2 separate regions of the Zea mays genome follow, and region 1 is linked to region 2. Evidence: chromatin contacts called from public Hi-C data. All regions are on one chromosome and are shown on one strand. The core of a region is the stretch at or near the end of the contact, and the rest is flanking DNA. Distances in the headings are between cores, read along the strand shown. Region 1 holds the start of LOC100502497. Region 2 holds the start of LOC100193992.

Evidence for each region. Hi-C and Micro-C count contacts between places; a contact is called where the count stands out from the background.
Region 1: a Hi-C map of endosperm shows a contact between it and region 2, with 4 times the contacts expected there. The contact joins the promoter of LOC100502497 here to the promoter of LOC100193992 in region 2. A contact is called at or near these places in 4 of 25 Hi-C or Micro-C datasets (ear, endosperm and leaf).

Annotation. Positions count from the first base shown.
Region 1 is chr7:23,404,232-23,406,931 of Zm-B73-REFERENCE-NAM-5.0, forward strand. LOC100502497 reads right to left here and starts at 1,322. Exons shown (of 8, transcript NM_001196975.1): 1 at 1,024-1,322. The coding sequence starts at 1,096.
Region 2 is chr7:23,030,036-23,033,132 of Zm-B73-REFERENCE-NAM-5.0, forward strand. It overlaps LOC100193992, which reads left to right and starts at 1,840. Exons shown (of 5, transcript NM_001139057.2): 1 at 1,840-2,103; 2 at 2,609-2,739. The coding sequence starts at 2,067.

The DNA.
Region 1 (2,700 bases), core at 72-2,571, 370 kb after region 2:
GTAAATGGACCAGATACATATGAATACCTACGGATACAAATAGTCGAATACATATGGTTTTTCTATCAGATTCGGATATGGACAGTGTCAGCTGTATACTAAGATATGAATGGATATTGGCATCATATATATCTGACTACAAGCATCCGAATATGGAACAGTACCTATAGCCCTTTGATCGGACAGCCAGTCCATACCATTTAAACCCTTACCCATATGTACAACAAATATGACAATGTGTTACTTAGGCGTCTTTTATCATAGGTAGAGCTGTAGAAGATAATAATCATTTTTTAAAATATTTGGACAACGATTAAGAAAAACTCCAAACTTTCCCACAGAGGTTTCAGTCAAGTTAACATGGCCACCAGCTAGTACTGTGGCTGTAGCCTGTATGCCCTTACATACTAAAAATGTACAATTCAGAAGTGATCAAGGAACTCATGATGGGATAAGCTATGACCTGGGATGTTCGACACCAATTCAAGAACTAGCAACAGTAAACTGTGACTGAGTTTTCACTCTGTTGCCCATCCTATTGCAGTAGGAATTATTAACATAAAATCCGTGTATTTCCTTTTCTGTGAGCACCAACCATCATCATTCCAATAAGACGGCAAAAGCTGTTTGTTCTGTAACTAATACGTCCGTTGTCGCATGCAGTTTCCAAGTAGAATTCGGTTCACTTGTCTGTGTGGTTGTAAATGTAGCCCTCAAGCATCAACTAGCAAAGCACCGTCACATTTCTCTAGAGGGAGTGAATTTTCAGCGGAGCACCAACAACATTTCGTTACTATAAAAAAACTGTGGGCCGTCATCGACGAAACTGCGGCAGCTTTTTGGGCGGTACGGTTACCCACACGATCCTTCTAAAGCCCCCCTCCTAATCACAGCGCACATCAGCCTCTGCGTTTCACATGCGATCAGAATCGAACTTCGATTTCGCACTCAGATCTCACCGTAACCAATCGATCCGGACGGTGAGCGAGGTGGGGGAGGAGGCGTGATGGTGAAGGCACTCACCGCTATCTCCGATGAGGAGCAGCTTGATGAGGAAGTCGTAGTCGGCCCGGGCCCTCGCCGGAGGCGCCGCCATCTCCGAGACCCAGGAAAGGTTCCGCCTGCCTCCAGCCGAGCCCACGCGACGCACAGCAAGCGCCCGCTGCAGCAGCGAGCGGCCGTCGGATTCGACCGAGCGGAACACTATCCGGGTCGGAGGCGCGTCCTAGCCGGTCGGCGCGCCGTCGAAGCGGCGGCGGGGCGATGAAGTGAGGTACGAGATCGGATGCGGTGGGAGAGAGGAGAGAAGTAGAGAAGGAAGGTGGTGGGGGAGGGTGGAAGTGGTCCACCGTGGACTTTGAGCGGACCGTGTCACGCACACGTGGGGGCCTGGGTGGTGACCGCGTTCCACCATCCGACTGATCTGCACACGAGCTTTAACAGTTGAACACTCAACAATTGTCATTCCATATGGTTTCACTCGCTCGAGCTGAAAAAGAATACGCTTCCTACCTAGTGCTAAGTCCAAAAAAAATCATTTCACCCTTTTTTAAGGGTTTTTTAAATTGGTGCCTTTTAAAAAACCCAAATAATTATGATATCGTATTATTATCATTAACATAATCATGAAATGTATTTTTGTAATGCTCATATTTAAAATCATAATTAACGATGCTATTTTTTACAAGTTTAGTTAAACTTAAAAATATTTAGCTTGTACCAAATCATAATTAAGGATGTTCATATTTAAAATCACAATTTCTCACCATCGCTGTTAAGGATGCTGAAACTGGCCAGTTATCAGACAGACAGCATCATGTCAACTATGCAAACATAAGGCATTCAATAAACCTCGTCCTCCACCAGTTCTCATGTCTCATCCCCTATCTTATCTTTTATTTTAAACTTTATTTTATAAATAGTTTCAAACATAGTCATCTACAGTGTTGCATCCCCTATGGCCTATTTACACGCTCCACCGAAGGAGACAGCCTAACACAGTTTCGATGGCAATAATACTATTAAACACGGATGAAACCCATCAGGATATCAAAGGAAAACAAAACAATGAGGTGGTGACCAAATCCAATGGATTGATTCATTAGTTGATTGATGGTAACCATTTGAGTAATACATGCGAATTGTACGGTGGATTGGAGGGTCTCCAGTCTACCAGAGTTGATGCATAAGTACTCCTAAGAACTGTGCAAACAAATTATAAACGATATGCAAGTAACAACCAGGGTGAAGTGAGTTGTAGGTACATACAGCCAGGGTGAAGTGAGTTGTAGTTGTAGGTAAATACAGCAAGAATCTTAAGAACTGTGCAGACAAACTATAGCTGTAAGTCTGTCTATACTACTGCTTGAGAGAACAACCAGGAGTTTCATCTATTTGTACAACTACAGAACGACAAAAAAACAAAAGAGATAGCACCCTGTAACTGGAGTTGGATTACAGAGGAAACTTGCCAGTTATCACAGACAGACAGCATCAAGTTAACTCTACAAACACAGGGCATCCGATGCACCCATAAGCACTTTGGATGACAATAATACGATTTAACACTGATGAAACCCATCAGGGTTATCAAAGGAAAACAAAACATGCAGGTGGCGGCCAAATCAAATGGATGCATGATTTCATTAGTTGATCGCATGAATCCATGACCAAAAAGAATATTTCTTCCAATATAAGTGA
Region 2 (3,097 bases), core at 590-3,089:
TGTACATAAACAACATACCTTTGAGCTTTGAGTTGCATTCAACAGCATTTCAACACAATTCGTTTTAACTGTTTTGTTCCTTAATAACCATTCACAAAATCTGGTCATCCTATCTCCTAATCTTACCAGGTGTTTGCTTCTGTTATGAGTATAATGTGGCTATGCCAATCCAAAGCGCTGCAGCAATAAGAAGATTGGTAGTCATTTATCGATTGGGGAAACTAAGATGGGGGAGGGGTGAAGGAGAAGACAATTATCAGCGTTGTTGCGCCAGTTCGCAGCTTTAGTGCGCTCAGGCCCACCGGCGGGTTACCTCGCGCCATGGTGGCCCTCGACGACGACGCTTGGATGCTCCGCATCTCCGCTCCTGCGCTAGGGGATGACGAATCCCTCCTGGGCTCCCTCAACATCGCACATAGTATAAAAATTAAAGATGCTAACTCTATTAAGCAATATCGCTCGATATGTCTCCTTAACGTCGATTTCAAAATCTTCACCAAAGTCCTCTCTAATAGGCTTTCCCAGGTAGCCAAGGTGGTCGTTGGGGGCAATCAGACGAGCTTCATAAAATACAGGAATATACTGGAAGGAGTGGTGATATTGCACGAGGTCATTCACGATTTGAAATAAAAAAAGAGAGGTCTGATTTTAAAAATTGATTTTGAAAAAAATCTATGACAAGGTCATATGGGAGTTTTTAGCTGAGGTTTTAAAATCTAAGAAGTTCCCTGACAAATGGATCAATATGGTTATGAGAACAGTGGAGAATGGGAAAGTGTGTGTTAACATGAATGGGGAGAAGAGTAAATATTTCAAGACTTTTAGGGGCCTTAGGCAGGACGACCCGCTATCTCCTCAGCTCTTTAATTTGGTGGCTGACGCCCTTAAGTGTGCTTTTCTGGATGCACGGGTTTCCAAAGGCCACATCTCTGGAGGTTTTAGATGATGTTCTACCGGGTGGTATCTCGTATATTCAATACGCAGATGATACATTAATTATGATTGACAGATCAGAAAAATCAATTTTAAATTTGAAATTAATTCTATACTTCTTTGAATGGTTATCAAGGCTATTTTTTCATAAAAGCGATGTTACGTGTTTGGAGCGGATCACCAAGAGGTTGAAGAGATGGCCAATATGCTTAATTGTTCCTTGGGAACCTTTCCTACGAAATATCTAGGCATCCCTATCTCTGACCACACCATTAACTCGGTAGTTTCAGATCCTATTTTGGTGAAAATGAGTAAAAGGTTGGACCCATGGAAGGGCAAGTACCTCTCTGCTGATGGGAGAATGATTCTAACTAACTCATGTCTTAGTAGTCTACCTATGTATTCTATGGGTTTTTATCTTTTTCTTAAATAGTTTCATCATAAAATGAATTCGATTAGATCTAATTTCTTTAGCAAGGAGCTGAAAAAGAAAAATCCCACATGGCCAAATGGGGGATGATGACTAGTCCGAAAGACCAAGGGAGTCTAGGCATTCTAGAGAGCATAATGATGAATGAATGTTTGTTAGTAAAATGAATTAGGAACATTTCTTAGGGGTTCGAGAATACTTGGTTCAAACTTATCAAAGCGAAATATATGATCAAAGGAAACTTTTTTCTGTCAACTGTTAGAGGAGCGTCTCAATTTTGGAGAGGGTTGCACAAAATTAAACACTTTCAAATGCGCGTATGGAACCGTTTGGCCCATAGCCAAGCTTTTTTCTGCAAACAATTAAATTGGGCTAGCTCGCTGCATAGTTCGCGGCCCATCGAAATAACCTCTCTCTCTAAAGCCCTCCAGAAGCCCAGAAGCATATATTTTCCTTTTCCGTTGCATCCTCTTTTTGATATTTTTTCCTTTTCAGTTTGGCATCAGAATCAGAAGAACTCCAACTTGCGTCGGCAACCGCGAAAAGCGGAGGGAGGGGGAAGGGACGTGGGACCGATCCAATCATCAATCCACTAGCTTCACTGGGAAACGAAGAAAGAACATAGGACTGATCCGGTCGGTGGGACTTCCTCTCGAATCGCCCCGATCGAGACCCTAGTTGCCCCACGAACCGAGGATCCAAGATGAGTTTCCTGTTCGGGAAGCGGAAGACGCCCGCCGGTAAGACCTTCCTTCCAATCCTGAAAGAATCACTGTGAAATTTGGTCCGATTGCTTCGTCTAGCTGCGTAGTTTGTTTTGTCTATGATGGATGATGATGAGGTATTCCTTAAAGATTAGACACTGACGATGTCTTGTGCTGGGCGAAACCATGGCCGAGCATGGAAGGATTTATTGGCACACTTTGAGCGGGGCGTGTAATCGGGGAGTTGTGCGAGCTCGGGATTACGACGTAGGGGCTTCCGCAAGACTTGTAATATTGTGGAATTGGGCCGGCAGCTACTGTGCTTTATTAGTTATAGATCTGTTCAAGCTTTCCTCCTCTTTGGATTATTGAATAAAATTAGCTTGTACTATACAGAAGTGGCTTTGAGGAATAATAAGTTCGATCTTTTATGATTTCCTTCGAGGAAAACATCTCTTATATCTTCATTCAATGAAGATAGCCTTACATTTCCTACCTTATGACATATGGTTTTGCTACTTATGACTATTTCTTTCATCAGAGCTGTTAAGAGAAAACAAGAGAATGCTGGATCGATCCATCAGGGAAATTGAGCGAGAGAGGCAAGGATTGCAGGCCCAGGAGAAAAAGCTCATCACTGAGATCAAGAAAACAGCTAAAGAAGGCCAGATGGTATGAACTCTGGTATCTTTTGGAACTTGGAACTCATGTTTTGATTTTGTTCCTGTTATTTTAGACCGCTTCATATTGGAATTCGTGAAAGTCTTTTTTATAGAAGAATTCCTTTTGGAGAATAGCTTATATTTCAATTAACCTTCAACCATGATCAGGGACAAAGCCAGAAATTACTGATAGGTGGGGCCAAGGGCTAAAATATTTTTATTAGGGGGGATAACTCGATATTTTTGCCGAATTAAATACCATGAGTAAGAGAAATTCATTTAGCAGAGAAGGTGTGTTATGGCAAGTAGAGTGCCAGACAGATTATATTAGTTTGGTTTGTTAGGAAAGAGAGATTAGGAAATAGAAT